Linked DNA regions of Mus musculus: regions 1, 2, 4 and 5 are each linked to region 3. A link is a contact called in public Hi-C, HiChIP or PLAC-seq and Micro-C data. All regions are on one chromosome and are shown on one strand. The core of a region is the stretch at or near the end of the contact, and the rest is flanking DNA. Distances in the headings are between cores, read along the strand shown. Region 1 has its middle 13 kb from the start of Gm40425. Region 2 holds the start of Egln3 (egl-9 family hypoxia-inducible factor 3). Region 3 has its middle 16 kb from the start of Gm35895. Region 4 has its middle 14 kb from the start of Gm40424. Region 5 has its middle 17 kb from the start of Gm36213.

Region 1 (2,700 bases), core at 50-2,549, 200 kb after region 3:
AATAAAAGGCAAAATTAACTAAGTTCTGTCTTATCTCCATTCCATAGCTTCTACGTTCATGAGGAAGCGAGCGGTAAGCGATAAAAAATAATCTGAAAGAGACAGAATGAGTTGAGAAACCAGGAGACAAGTGATTTCAGACAGCCAGCTGCAGATGCCTCAGTGAGAAAAGACGTTCGCTTCAGAGTTCACCCCTGGAGACAGAAAGCACTATAGTTTTTGCTTAATTTAATTTAATATGGTAATTACTGGGAGAAAAAAGAATCCTAAGAATAAATGAGTGTTACATTTTTCAGCAATGCTTGTTTTTATTTTGTTTGTTGAATCTGTTATCTCACCGTGTCTTGTTGAAGATACTAAGTGTAGTCTAAGTCTAGATGATCCTGAGAAGAAAATATTAAATTACCATCAGTAACGAATACCTAATGCTTATAACCTGATACAATTAATATTTCCAGCAATGATTTAACATAAAAGCATAAATGACACCATAGAGTACTCACATTCTTTACTCTGAAGTATTTATTATTTTAATTCTAACTTCTGAGAACCCCTCGCACTGATGATTTTTTTAGGTAAGGGTGCTTTGCTTTATGTGTGTCACTGAACCATAAACAAGGCTGGCTTTCTGCACAGGAGACTGAAGTCATCAGAGTCCTTGGAACTGGAGTTCCAGACAGTTATAAGCTGCCATGTGAGCGCTTGGAATCAGATCCGGGTCCCCTAGGAGAGCTGCTGGTGCTCTTAGCCACTGAGCCATCTCTGGCCCCCACGATCAAGTCTTTTACATGGCTATTTTCAATACTGGAGGACAGAAGGCTCTTTTAGTATCTACATGACAGCTGAATGTCCCTTCTGACCCCTCCCCCCCCCCCCCCCCCCCCGCGCCCCGATAATCTGCACAGCAGCCCAGTCACAGAGGTAAATCATGCTGTGGTATAGATGTGGAAGCCAAAAGATAACTTTTGGGAATTGGTTCTTTCTTTCCACCATGCGTGCCTAAGGAACTGAAAACTGGTCAGCAGGCTTGGAGACATTTAAATGGTCCTTAAGAAAGCCCAGATGCTGCTTGGGGGGAGGGGGAGCATCAGGAAAGCATCAGGAGAGGAGGAGCCAGTCCTGGTCGCCTCTGCCTCCTGCCTCCTGCCTCCTGCCTCCTGCCTCCTGCCTCCTGCCTCCTGCCTCCTGCCTCCTGCCTCCTGCCTCCTGCCTCCTGCCTCCTGCCTCCTGCCTCCTGCCTCCTGCCTCCTGCCTCCATCTGCCATGGCCTGTAGGGACTTTGAAACTCCCCAACTACCCTCTATGAAAGGCAGCTCTGTCCTTACTATGATGCAGTGTTGTTTTATGACTTTGGGGAATTACTCATAGTATTGATGGCTGGTGAATTAACATAATGGTTTTTTAGTTCTTTGTGAGGGAGTTTTCAGACTTCCTGTTAGGGACCATAAAGAAACAAAAAATGATCCACTGTCCTGAGACAATCTCTCTATCCACCCCTCCTCCTTTTTTTTTTTTTAATTCAAAAATCCCACAGAAAACTATAGGAACTGAAAAGTCTCAAAATTCACAGCAAAGCAATTGCTGCGTTCCCAGTGTCAACTATATAACCTTGGGTTGTTTTTTTTTTTCCTGAGTCTGTCCCAGAAGGCTTTGTTCCCATTCACACAAACCTGAACAAGGAGTCACTCATAAAGAACATTCACACATTAAAAAAAAAAAAAAAAATATGGGAGATGTTGAAAAGAAAGAGCTACATCGCTCATTTGGAGGACAGTAAATGAGGTCCTGAAGGTCCTTCTGGATTGGTTGACTCTGGGAATTCATGTTTCTCCATTTCCACACTGAACGGGTAACCAAGTTCCTCTCAGCGCCAGCTCCATCCACCCTGGAGACAATCCTTGGCTCTCTCATTGCTCTGTGTAATTCTGTTCTGTTTCATCTCTTGTTCCAAATTGAAATCCTCACACTTCTTCCAGCGTCCATGTTTCTTACAAGTTAGATTGATGACTTTTTCCTCCCTAGAGGTTTTTCGTTTAAGTCAACACACTTACGAGTCTGTTCACAGCGAACACTGTTCACTCCCCCAAGAGGAATTCTAGGGACTCCAAGGAGCTCCTTGTGGAAGACAGAGGTTTTATTCAGAGTCTGGAATTGTGCACGCTCTCTTGGGGTTCATTCAGAGTATTCTTCCCGCTTTTACAGAGATGTATCAAGCCTGTTGCCAAGCAAAGGCTTGCCTACAATCATGGCTTTAAATTTTTCAGCCAGGAGCCAAGAGTGATGGCGCATGCGCATAATCTCATTACCTGGGAGGTGGGGGCAGGAGGCTCCAGAGTTTGAGGCTGGTCTTGGCTATGTAGTGAATTGGAGGCCAGCCTGGGTTACGTGAGACCCTGTTTTAATACATCATGGGGTGGGGGTATCGGCCACGCCTATAGGAAACCGGAGTTGCTAAATCCGAAAGACTTTATCTTTATGTGTCGATCCAAATAACGCACAGGAGGAGGGTAGTATGAGCCAAAAGATCTTCAGCTAGGTTTGGCCTAATTTGTAATATCAATAGTCTGCTTTGTGGACAGCAGTATCCTTTAAAAGCACATCCTGTCCCCCAAAACAGCAATTTTATCTAGTTGTGTTCAACATACAAATATAGTTTTTACATTCCCAGTGCTATTGGATAAAGACCGGAATTCAAGCTTT
Region 2 (2,700 bases), core at 170-2,669, 130 kb before region 3:
TACCGGCCTGCCAATCTACCTGTAAACATTTTCAAGATAAATCATCACCACCCACTGCCCCCATTACGGGCTATGAGAACAACAAAAACAAGGTTTCTACCCAGAGGTACCTCACCACTCTCTTCATGGACCTTATCAGGTTGTTTGAGTGGATTTTGCCATGAGTTTATAGGAAAAGAAAGGCGATGGCGTGGGGCTCAGCACTTGGGCTGAGGGGTCTATGAGAATTCTGAGCCCCAGGGCTCAAAGGCTGCAGCAGAAGTGGAGGACTTAACCTTGTCATACCGAACTCTTCCCTCCCACCCTACCTAACTCTACAAGCCAACTAACACAAGGCAAAAATTAGACTTGCCTCTAGTAGAGTTAAGAGTGCCTCTGGCTACTGTGAAGGGCAGTACCGGGTGGCTTTAAAGGAGGCACTTCGGATCATGGACATGCGTGTCGCAGTGTTTCCAATATCTTTTCCCTCCACCAGCCAGTTGTCCTTGCGGTCATCACCAAAACCAGGGCAATTCTTTCAGAGTCAGCAGAAGCTCATCATCACGAGACACCTGAGCCCCTTAACGTGGACTTTTGCTTAAGGGGTTAGGCCAGGAGGTGGAGGGGACGCAAGTAGGGCAGATAGGCAAGCTGACTTCTTGGTTAAAAACCAAAGTTCGCTGCACCCCAGCGAAGGCGACACAACACTCCGAATGAAGGCTTCCCGTCCCCTGCAGCGCAGCTGCGGCTGGGCACCCGCACGCATCCTACCTTGGACCGCTCCTTGACATAGTATTTGCCCAGCCGGCTCCCGCAGTACAGGACCAGCCGGTCGATGAGGGACAGGAGGAAGTTGATGGCCTCGCAGCCCTCCTCGTTGCCCCCGATCCACGTGATCTGGTCGCCTCGCAGGTGCCGCTTGGAGACGCCGGCGCACGGCCCGGCCAGCTGGCCGTCACGCAGGGCCCCGTTGTAGTGCAGCTGCTTGACTCGCTCCAGCACGCAGTCGCCCACCACCTCGCCTAGGAAGTTGTCCAGGTAGCAGAAGCCGACCTCGTGCAGACAGGGCACGATGTACTCCAGGGCGATCTTCTCCAGATCCAGCCTCATGATGTGTCCCAGAGGCATCTCGCCCACAGAGCCGAGGCCGGGGACCCCCAGGGTGCACGCACCCAGGGCTTTCCCAGCGCGAGCGCACAGCGAAGATGCGGAGAGCCGGGCCGGGGACTCTCCCACCTGCGGTGGTCACAGTCCCCGAGCCACTTTAGCTCCAGAGGCGGGGAAAGTTGCTCGAAACTCTGAAGAGAAGGGATCCCGGCTCTGGGACCGGCGGGAGCAGTGTAGGGCTCCGCCACCCAGCGCCGGACTGGCCCAGTGAGAAGTCGGAGGGCCCTTTTTGGAGATGCAGAGCCACCGCCGCGGCGGCCGTGGCCGGGGGAGGAACGAGAGAAAGCACCGCCTTGACCCCAACGTCATGGTCCCGCCCCCGGGACTGCCCTCCTCCGGGCTCTTCCTCTTGGACTGGTGCTGCGGAGCATCTGGGTGAGCTCCACTCTAGCTAACCTGTGTGTGACCCAAGAAAGGGCTGGATTTTTTTTTTTTAATGCTCTCGATTTGCATATTGATTTGCGTTAAATCCCCTAACAAACTTGAAAACCTGGATCTCACGTCTGAGATGCACATGAACAGTTTATTGCCACTTTCTGGGCTAGTCACCTCTCTGGTGACTATATTTCTTAAACATTAAGGTTTAAGCTCTACCTAGTGTCTTTCCTTCTTTCCTCTTCTGTTTGATTCGGGTCTGGCTGTTCCAACCCCTGTGAGAGAGAGAGGTGAATTTAATTTTAACCAAAACTGACTGATTCATTAACAAACATTCCCCTTGACCTCCCCCCACCCTGTGTGCCAGGCTGGTGTGTATCCCCTGAGAAGGGAGTGGAGGACAGAGAGATAGGGAGGCGCCCCGGGAAGGGAGAGCACTGCCAAATCCTGCAAATTTTTGTATTTTGTCCTGCGGGAGATGTTCATGCACCATTTATACTCAAGCTTTTTACTAAAAGGTTCTGAAATTCTCTCTCAAAATCACTCGCACTCTCCCCAAAAGATACACTGTGTTCCAGGTCTCTCTGGCTTCTACTACATGCAACTTGCACTAGAGCCCTAGGCCCTACCCAAAAGGCTTAATTATCTACTGTAAGGTGGTCTCTATACAGATTTCTGATGCCCTTTCCTTCCAAATGAGAGAGAGAGAAACAGAGACATCTAAGACAGAGGGAAAGAGAGACAAACACAGAGAGACAGAGAGACAGAGAGTCAGTTCACATCTTTGCACATTTAGATTTTCAGTTAAGTCAAATGAAAAACTGCACCGATTTTTCAAGCATCACTAATTTTGGACATAAAGTCCTTTTTGCTTTTATTCTCTTCCCAATAGCCCCTCTGCTCACCTTCTCTGAGGGGAGAAGTGGGGGTGCAGTTCATGTGAAGGAGAGGCAGAGGAGGAGAGAGTGCTGACAGACTGGGAAGAAGGCTGTATTGTAGTCAGTGAGGGCAAACAGGGCCTTGGGGAGTGGCAGTCAACCAGAGAGGGTGTAAGCAGCTTTGAAGAAACCTAACTAGCTCCATGGAGAACAGGGACCCTGTTAATGGCCTTGCTCAGTTGGCCTCTTCCATATGTCTGTCCAGGAGAAGGTGTATTTCCTTAGGGTAAAGGCTCAACTT
Region 3 (2,700 bases), core at 174-2,673:
TGCAGTAAGGAGGGCTTGGTTAAGAATGAGGTCAGCAGGGATTTATGATGGGAATCACCATAGCACTAAACACAGGGTGCTGTATTGTTTACAGGCTGGTCTCAGCACGGTGCCTGTCAAACTGAAATGGTGGCTAATTTTGGATGAATGAATGGCCCCGGTTTAAATGTGCCCTCCAGTTAAAGGGTCACATCTTATCCACCACCTCTTATCTACTACCACAGTCTCACCAGCCAAAGTCCATATGCATCTGTCTCTCCTTCTAGGATAGTTTTAATCTTAAATAAATAAATAAACAAACGGATGAATGAATAAATAAATAAATAAATAAGCAAATAGCAAGCTTCGTTAGGAACCAAGACAATAGCTTGAACAGAGAAGGAACTTAATATAGATCCCAAGTACCCATGTAACCTGCTAGGCTTGGTGACACCTCTATACCCAAGTGCTTGGGGCAGGGACAGAGGAATGGAGGATCACTAGAGCTAGCTGACTGGCCAGCCAGTCTGGCTGAATCAGTGAGTTCCAGTTTGGTAAGAAACCCTGTCTCAAAAAAGAAGGCGAAGAACATCTGAAGGAGACAGGCTGCGTTGACCTCTGGCCTCCACATGCACACAAGCAAGCACAATGTTGAGTTGGAAAGTATAGTTCCCATGTTTGCTTATAGGCTCATTGTGTCACATACATCTGCTTCCGTGATGCAAGACAGCACTAAACTTTACTCTAAAGATCTGTGTGCTTGGCTTCTTAGGTTACCTAACTCCCATTGTCACTGTCAGCTAGGTTTAGAATTACCTACAAGACACACCTTTGTATGTGTCTTTCAAGATCTCTCCAGAGAGATTTAACTCAGGAGGGGAAAACCCACGGTCCATGTGAGTGATCTGTCATGGATCAGGGTCTTAGATTGAACAATGAGGGGCAAAACTAGCTGAGCGGTAACATCCACTTCCCTCTGCCTCCAGACTTCAGACGCAATGTGACCAGACGCCCCGCCTTCCACTGCCATGCTTTCTAGCACGGAGGATGGTGGTTTCTCAAATCATGAGGCAATAGAAACCATGCCTTTCTTAAGTTGCTTTGTGTTCTATTTTCGTCACGCCGAGAAGTATAATTAATTCATGCACTGTGGAATACAGTAGGTGAAATGGCTGAGCGGTTCAGAAGACTCCTCAGGCCTTGGGTCCGACTCTCTCTGTTCCTTTTCATCCCTCCTTCCCTTCTTCTTTTCATTCCTCAGTCTTCCACCAGCATCGCAGACATTAAATAAGTTACTTTTCCTGGTTTTATGCTAGAATATCCCGACGAAAAAGAAAAAAATGGGTTTATTTTGGCTTACAATCCCCGAGGGAGAGAGCCTATCACCATGGAGAAGGGATGGCACAGAGGCAGGAGCGAGGAGCTAGAGATCACAGTTCGTTCACACACAGGCAGCAGACAGACAGGAAGTGGGCTGGGGCTATAAATCCACAAAGGCCACACCCCCTCGGTGATGGACTTCCTCCAGCAAAACTCTTTTTCCAGAAGGGTTCATAATCTTCCCAAACAACACTACCCACTGGGGACCAGGTGTTCAAACCTATGAGCCAATGGGAGACATTTCTCAGCCAAACCACCGCAGACCTCTTGGCATCTTATCTGACCTCCCTACTAAGCTGTCCGGGACTTCATTAGGCTTGGCCCTCATTTGCACATGCTCTTGACACCTGGTGTTCAGTGGCAGAAATGGCTGATAAAATTCCACGCTGATTAATTTCATGTTTAATCTAACTGATACTTCTGTAGCCTTTGCAAATAACCTTTTTGAACAAAAACTGCAATGGCTCATTCCAAACCCGATCAAAGAGGTACGCATGACTCACAGCCACTAAATAAACATTGACGCCTGATGGCAGTAATATGGCTATTTATATTCAGAGTCTGATTTAACCAGTGGCATTCCTGTAATAAGATAATAAGCATGAGCTGTTTACTAGAAAAAAAAGAAGAGACTGTGGTCCTGGTGTTCAATAAAATCTCTTAACAGGCAAATGAGTCTCTGAAATTGGTTGGCAAATACACCCAGAATGAGATGTGCTAATTAGCTGCTGTTAGTGGTTTTCTAAAATAAAGAGTTTAAACTTAGATTAGCCCTGAAATTCAGAACAATAAAAATACTGGCTATGTGATATTATGCTGGGATCTTACAGATGACGCTTGATCGATGCCCAGGCACACAATTTTAAAAGGAACTGTGTACCTTAATCATTAGATTTTGAAGAATCTGTCTACGAAGAGGTTTGAAATATGTAGGATTATAAGCATAGACATCTGAACGCCAGGTTTAATTTTTTTTTCCTATTCAGACAGCACTCATAGGTGATTCTCTTGGCTATACCTCTCAGATGGTCTATTACTGCCAGCACTTTTCTTGTTAAATAGAAAGAACAAAGGGATGTAAGGATTAGCTTAGGAGCATTCGGATAGCCTTTAAAACCAGATTAACCCATTCATAGCCAAGATCACAGAGGTCCAGGGTAAATGTGCAGATAACAATTGCGCAGCTTCTGAAATAATGATTAAAGCATCAAGCCTGGAAGGCTCTGCCCAGTGCCTCCTGGTGCCACTCCTCTCATCTGTTTTGTTTGTTCCTTTCTCTCCCTAATCAAGAACAGTGGGACCCCTACTGTGGTCCCCACCCCCTTTCTGTTGGCAAACCAG
Region 4 (2,700 bases), core at 20-2,519, 170 kb before region 3:
TCTCTCTCTCCTCCATCCCTCTATCTTACCTCTCTGTGTCTCCACCCCCCTCCCCTACATGTTCCAGGCTGGCCTCTCCTTCTCTTCCCCTCTCCTTTCCCTTTCTGTCCCACCTGCCTTCCTCTGCCTCTAACCCCATCCCAGGCACCCTGCTGCTCCGTTCCCTGGCTCCCTTCCCCCAATAAACTTCTTTTGTTCTAGGCCTGTCATGTGACTTGATCCCAAGACTCCTTGGCAGGGACCACTGAGGTGCTCCCTCCAGCCGCACTATACTACATCATCTTATAAAACACAACAATAGTCATGATGGTGACAGAGCTAAGTGAGCCTCGAGAGACAACTGGTCCACTGAGAGTAAATGAAGTCGAGGTCCTGAAGTTTAAATTGCCTGGCAGCAATGTTCCCAGGAGCACTCCTGGGGCAGGGGGATACCCCATTCTCCTTTTCAAGCTCTGTAGTCTTGTCAGAAGAGTTTCTGTTTTATATATATATTTGAGGGGGGGCCATTCTGGGCCAAAGGATTAAAAGGAGAAAAAGAACACATTTATATAAAGTACTGAGGTAAGTTTATTCCCATATCCTTATCTGGGAAAGCAACAGGCAGAGATCATGTGACAGCAAACCCAAAACTTCTCCCCTCATATGGGGGGGGGGGGACGGGGACATGGGGAACGGGGGGGGGGGGGGCGGGGGAGGGACGGACACTGGCTGCTTTGATTAAATCTTAATGCAAAGGCTGCAGATTAAGTTGTCATTCTGTAGAAGTCTTAGTAGCTACAGGCAGGCATCTTAGCTGCCAGACCCTTGTGCTAATCATCGAAAGTCACAGCTGTCTTGTTTTTTTTTAATGGGTGTCCTTTATCAAGATAACATAAATTTACTGACAAAAGGAAATTCGTGGACAGCCTGGAGGGGAAGCAGGAGGTAGGTAAGAGTGAATGGCCCTGCTAAAAACAGCGCCCCACACCCAGGAGAAAGTGTCCCTGCCCTGGAAGTCAATTCACCTTCCCCGCTCCCCACTCAACTACAGTCTGTTAGGAAACCCCAGGCACAAGAGTACGCAAGACGGCAAGAACGAACGCCAAAGGAGGCTCGGAAGTGTGTGAGCCTCTGAAAGTTAGAAGCCAGGAGGAAAGGCTTGGCTAAAAATAGAACTTATCAGATGGATTAAAGTCCCTCCCGAGAATGTTATCTCTCCCCACAGGAGGGTGGGGGGAAAGTCTGTCAAGGGGAACACAGGCCACAGGATGAATAAGCAGAAAAATAGGAGGAAATGACCAAGCCAATGCACGGGGCGTGCGTGCTGTACGAGAGCTGGCAGAGACAGCGCAGCTCCGCAGCTCCGGAGCCCAGAATCGGAGAATTTGCTGAGGCAGGGCACTCCCCAAAGCAAGACACTGCCAAGTACGGGGCGGGGGAGCAGTTTGTCCTTCCTCCCCACCTTTTCAGAATTGAGGCATTCCCGTTTGATTGGATATTACCTTTTCAAGCCATTTATTTAAAAAAAAAAAAAAAAGTCTACAGAAAAGGTTTCTTGGGAAAGTCCGCCTTCCAGCATTTTATGGCACACACCCAATGAAATTTCCCAAATCGATAGTTGGTGAATCCTTAGATCCTTTCCCAAGTTCCCACTGCTTTCTGGGCCACCCCCAGCTTGGGTCAGGTCAAGAGGAACAAGAGAAGCTTCCTAGAGCTGCCGGCAGCTACTCCAGACCAGTGAGAGACCAACACAGTATGTCCAGTCCCCTCCTCTCTTCAGTCCTCTTCCTCAGAAGTCCTCAATAGACAAAAGGCTCTTCTACACCTTAATCCCAAGTTACCTTTTGACATCTACACACACACATACACACACATCACTCACATACACACATACACACACATACACACATACACACACACACACACATATACACACACACACATATACACACATACACACACATCACTCACACACACACACACACACATGTACACACATACACACACACACACACACACACACACATCACTCACAAACATGAGACATCCCGAATTGTGTAGTGTTTTAATCAGCTGAGTATTTATCCACTCCTAGAGCAATCTTTCTCAAGTTGGTAAAACATTATCAATAAGCTACAACAGTATTCCCTAAAACCAGAGATGTCTTTTTAAAAAGAATCACAAAATGACCTCTATAAATGTTCCCAAGAGTCAATTGGAGTGGCATACACCTTTAATTCCAGCACTCGGAAGAATCGAGTGGATCTTTGTGAGGCCAGCCTGGTCTACAGAGTGAGCTCCAGGACAGCCAAGGCTATACAGAGAAACCCTGACTTGGAAAAGCATACCCTGTCCCCCAAAATAATAAGAAAGGGAAAATAAAGGCACTCAGAAATGTAAGAGTTAACTCCCAGGAGTTAGGAGAAAGGCTTCCAGGAGAAAGGTTACTTGTCTTAAGTGGGGAAATCACCAAAGATCAAAGTTTTTTTTTAGTCTTATTTCAACACAGTTGTTCACACTGTTAAGTAGGCTGAAGGCTGTGTGTCACGGGGTAGGAATCTAAGTGTGTCAAGAAGAAAAGGCAGTGAGTGTTCCCTTTCATCCCTAGAAAGTGTATGTGACCCAGGAACACAGGGAGGTATCAGGCACACTGGCTAAAGGCTCCAAACTGCATTCCAGTGTTGTCTGCTCCAAACAACCGGTGCTGTTCAACTCTACCTT
Region 5 (2,700 bases), core at 75-2,574, 160 kb after region 3:
GAAATTTGAGGTGAACTGGGAAGGTTGGAGGACACAGGAAGAAGGTGATCACCAAGTCACATTTGGCCTCCTGTCTCTAGGTGCTCGGGGATCCATTAGGAGCAGAACAGCAAGAGAGATGCAGCCCGAGGGTGAAGGATAACAGACTCCCTTGCTCTGGATGCTGTCTCCTCTGCCCTGCTTATACTTCAGCTCCAAACATTTACATTGAGGTCCAGCTTCCTCCACCATCATGTTAGAAGTGTGCTTACATTCCTTGTTCCTATATTTATATTCTGTTGAAGGCAGATGATTTCTTCCCATTCTGTAATCTTCAAACACAATAATGTACTCACTTATGCTGCACTTCTATGCCCTCCTGACCTCCAAGTAGGTACAAGGAGCACTCCCTGCCGCTCCAGTCAGAGAAGTGCTACTTAGGTCTGTTTTAAATATGGCGCCAACTTGAACACAACGTTCTTAAGCCAAGTGTCACTTCATTCTTTTAAGTGTAAGAAAGGGGAAATCCAGTGGGACAAGGTTGCACAACATTGTGGCACAGAGACTGGCTTAGAACTTGGGGTCTCAACAGCATTACACCGTCCTCAGTAATTCTTGACAGAAATCTTTTTCTCAAGTGCATGGTGCACTTAGAAAATGCCAAGTTAGTCTCTAGTCCCAAAGGTGGCATACAGAAGAAATAGTATGCAAGGATGCCTGTTTCATTATTGGTTGGGGCTCCTTTTCACTGCAAGTGACAGAAAGCCCATGAGATATGTCAGATCAAAAAGAGAGACTTTAGTAAGAAAGAGAGCCAAGACAGGAAGGACCATTCACGGCTGGGCAGGAATGTGTGGGACCAGGGACTCAAACAGCTATAAAAGCCCCTCTCCACCTTTACCCTCAGCTTTTCTGCAGCCTCCTCATTTCTCCACTTTGGCACACATTTGTCTACTAGGCTACTCTGCCATCACATGGCAGAAGACAGGGTCCTACCAGCCCCCAGGTTTCATCTCTGAGGCTTGTGGCTCCACCCTTTTTTTTCTTTTTGTTTTTCAAATTGTAGTGGAATGTTATTTGGATGCAATAAAAAGCATTCTTTGTTGAGTGTGTAATTCAGGAGTTCCCACAGATGTGAGTCACCACATGACCAGCACCAGATGAAGATTTTGGTCCAAAAATGTCCTTTGCATCTTACCAGAGGATCCACATCCCCTACCCGACTCAGCCCTAGAAACATTGATCTGCTTTCTACGTGCAGAGGTTGGCCTTTCTGGGATTTCATATAAGGCTGTACAAGTAGGGAGGCTGATAATTCTATTCAGCAGCTGTTTGGAGATCACCTCCCCCGTTCTGATTACTGGTGGTTACAGTGGTTAGTTCCCTTTTGTTACTTAGTAATATGACATTGTGCAAACAGAGAGCAATTTGTTTCTCTAACTTTGATGGACATCTGGATTGTTTCCATTCGGGGACTGGGATAAGTCAATCTGCTACAAATCCACACAGAGGAAGTTGTGTAGACACAGTTAGGTTTTCATTTCTCTTGAGTAAATAAATACTTAGATATGGGATTGCCAGGCCATACTTTTAAGTGTGTGCTTCATTTATAAGAAACTCAAACTGCTTTCCAAAGTGGAGACACTAGCCTATGTCTCTACAACAACAAATCAGCATTCCAGTGGCTGTGCATCCCCTCAGATACTTGGTAGGGTCGGTCTTGTCTGTTTTAGGTGTTCAAATGGGAAAATGGGAGTGTTCCAAAATTGTGGCTTTGATTTATGTTTTCTTAATACGTGCTGTTTAACATCACCTCTGGTTGCTCTTCAGGCAGGGTTCATCTTTGGTGAACACTTTAACTCTCTTGTTGACTTTTGAAAGCCTGCCTTATTGTTAAGAGCACTCATGAATCTAGAGACTAGGATGTAGCTTGCTGACGGAGTGCTTATGTAACATATTCAAGACACTGGATTGGTCCCCTCCCCCTCCCCACTATGAGTTTTTAAAGAGAACTATCTCTGTGTTCCAGGTATGAGCCTTTTGTCCAATGCACACTCTGTGAACACTTTCCCCTAAAATGGCTGCTTGACTTTTGCTTTTCCTACATTTCAAAGAGCAGCTTTTAATTTTTAAGAAGTCAAATTCATCCATTTTTTTCTTCTCTAGTTCCTACTTATTAAATCCTATCCAAAAATGAAAACAAAAAACAAAAATTGAGTAGCTGAAGATATGTTAAGACTGATTGGTGATCTTGCAGAGGACCAGAGGTGAGCTACAGCACCCACATAGGGAGATGAACAACTAACTGCCTGCAATTCCAGATCTAGACAACCCAGTGTCCTTCTCTGGTCTCTATGTGCACATACCCATATAAAAACATCGCTTACAAGGTAAATACACTTTCCACAAGCCTACCTAGCAACCTGAATTCAATCCTTGGAACCTATGTGGTAGAAAGAGAGAACCAACTCTCACAAGTTGTACTCTGACTTCCACAATAATGCTGTGGCATTCACACACTCTGGCACACACACACATACACTCAGGGAGGAATAAGAAACGATGCAGTTGTAAAAGTGGTTGCTGCCCAAGTTTGGGGTCTGGAGCTTGAATATTAAGGCCCACTTGTGTTCCAGTACACAGGAGTTGGATCCACAGAGTAATCTGGGTTAGAGTAGCCATATCAGCAAGCTCTGGATTCAAGGAATAAAGTGGAAAGTG

Evidence for each region. A called contact is a pair of places that touch in the nucleus more often than the background predicts. HiChIP or PLAC-seq counts read pairs in DNA pulled down with a chosen protein or histone mark.
Region 1: a contact with region 3 is called in an HNF4G HiChIP or PLAC-seq map of pancreatic cancer cells. The contact joins two enhancer-like sites. A contact is called at or near these places in 12 of 484 Hi-C or Micro-C datasets (cerebellum, cerebral cortex, embryonic stem cells and 1 more) and 3 of 115 datasets of contacts at active chromatin or transcription factors (astrocytes, intestinal villus epithelium and pancreatic cancer cells).
Region 2: a Hi-C map of myeloid progenitors shows a contact between it and region 3, with 1.8 times the contacts expected there. The contact joins the promoter of Egln3 here to the enhancer-like site in region 3. A contact is called at or near these places in 21 of 39 promoter capture datasets (the 3T3-L1 cell line, 3T3-L1-derived adipocytes, the HPC-7 cell line and 14 more), 1 of 15 datasets of contacts at CTCF or cohesin (CD8 T cells), 27 of 484 Hi-C or Micro-C datasets (3T3-L1-derived adipocytes, B cells, the C2C12 cell line and 18 more), 17 of 115 datasets of contacts at active chromatin or transcription factors (CD8 T cells, DN3 thymocytes, the SCID.adh cell line and 12 more) and 4 of 9 other capture datasets (adipose tissue, embryonic stem cells, liver and 1 more).
Region 4: a Micro-C map of the HL-1 cell line shows a contact between it and region 3, with 2.4 times the contacts expected there. The contact joins two enhancer-like sites. A contact is called at or near these places in 10 of 484 Hi-C or Micro-C datasets (the AML12 cell line, the HL-1 cell line, differentiating embryonic stem cells and 1 more), 7 of 115 datasets of contacts at active chromatin or transcription factors (acute myeloid leukemia, double positive thymocytes, embryonic stem cells and 2 more) and 1 of 9 other capture datasets (embryonic stem cells).
Region 5: a contact with region 3 is called in a FOXA1 HiChIP or PLAC-seq map of pancreatic cancer cells. The contact joins two enhancer-like sites. A contact is called at or near these places in 27 of 484 Hi-C or Micro-C datasets (8-cell embryo, the AML12 cell line, LSK cells and 10 more) and 6 of 115 datasets of contacts at active chromatin or transcription factors (acute myeloid leukemia, bone marrow-derived macrophages, cardiomyocytes and 2 more).

The regions. Positions count from the first base shown.
Region 1 is chr12:54,535,037-54,537,736 of GRCm38.p6, forward strand. No RefSeq gene overlaps it. Among named protein-coding and RNA genes, the nearest start is that of Gm40425, 13 kb to the right of the region's middle. Within about 2 kb of position 1,300, at least 16 of the 459 cell types and tissues checked have an H3K27ac peak or open chromatin away from gene starts, as enhancers often do. A contact at or near this core is called in pancreatic cancer cells, where this site is marked.
Region 2 is chr12:54,202,455-54,205,154 of GRCm38.p6, forward strand. It overlaps Egln3 (egl-9 family hypoxia-inducible factor 3), which reads right to left and starts at 1,420. Exons shown (of 5, transcript NM_028133.2): 1 at 751-1,420. The coding sequence starts at 1,107.
Region 3 is chr12:54,333,133-54,335,832 of GRCm38.p6, forward strand. No RefSeq gene overlaps it. Among named protein-coding and RNA genes, the nearest start is that of Gm35895, 16 kb to the right of the region's middle. Within about 2 kb of position 1,424, at least 31 of the 459 cell types and tissues checked have an H3K27ac peak or open chromatin away from gene starts, as enhancers often do. A contact at or near this core is called in CD8 T cells, ECoMG-derived neutrophils, the HL-1 cell line and 5 more, where this site is marked.
Region 4 is chr12:54,161,727-54,164,426 of GRCm38.p6, forward strand. No RefSeq gene overlaps it. Among named protein-coding and RNA genes, the nearest start is that of Gm40424, 14 kb to the right of the region's middle. Within about 2 kb of position 1,270, at least 182 of the 459 cell types and tissues checked have an H3K27ac peak or open chromatin away from gene starts, as enhancers often do. A contact at or near this core is called in the HL-1 cell line, acute myeloid leukemia and pancreatic cancer cells, where this site is marked.
Region 5 is chr12:54,494,782-54,497,481 of GRCm38.p6, forward strand. No RefSeq gene overlaps it. Among named protein-coding and RNA genes, the nearest start is that of Gm36213, 17 kb to the left of the region's middle. Within about 2 kb of position 1,325, at least 25 of the 459 cell types and tissues checked have an H3K27ac peak or open chromatin away from gene starts, as enhancers often do. A contact at or near this core is called in pancreatic cancer cells, where this site is marked.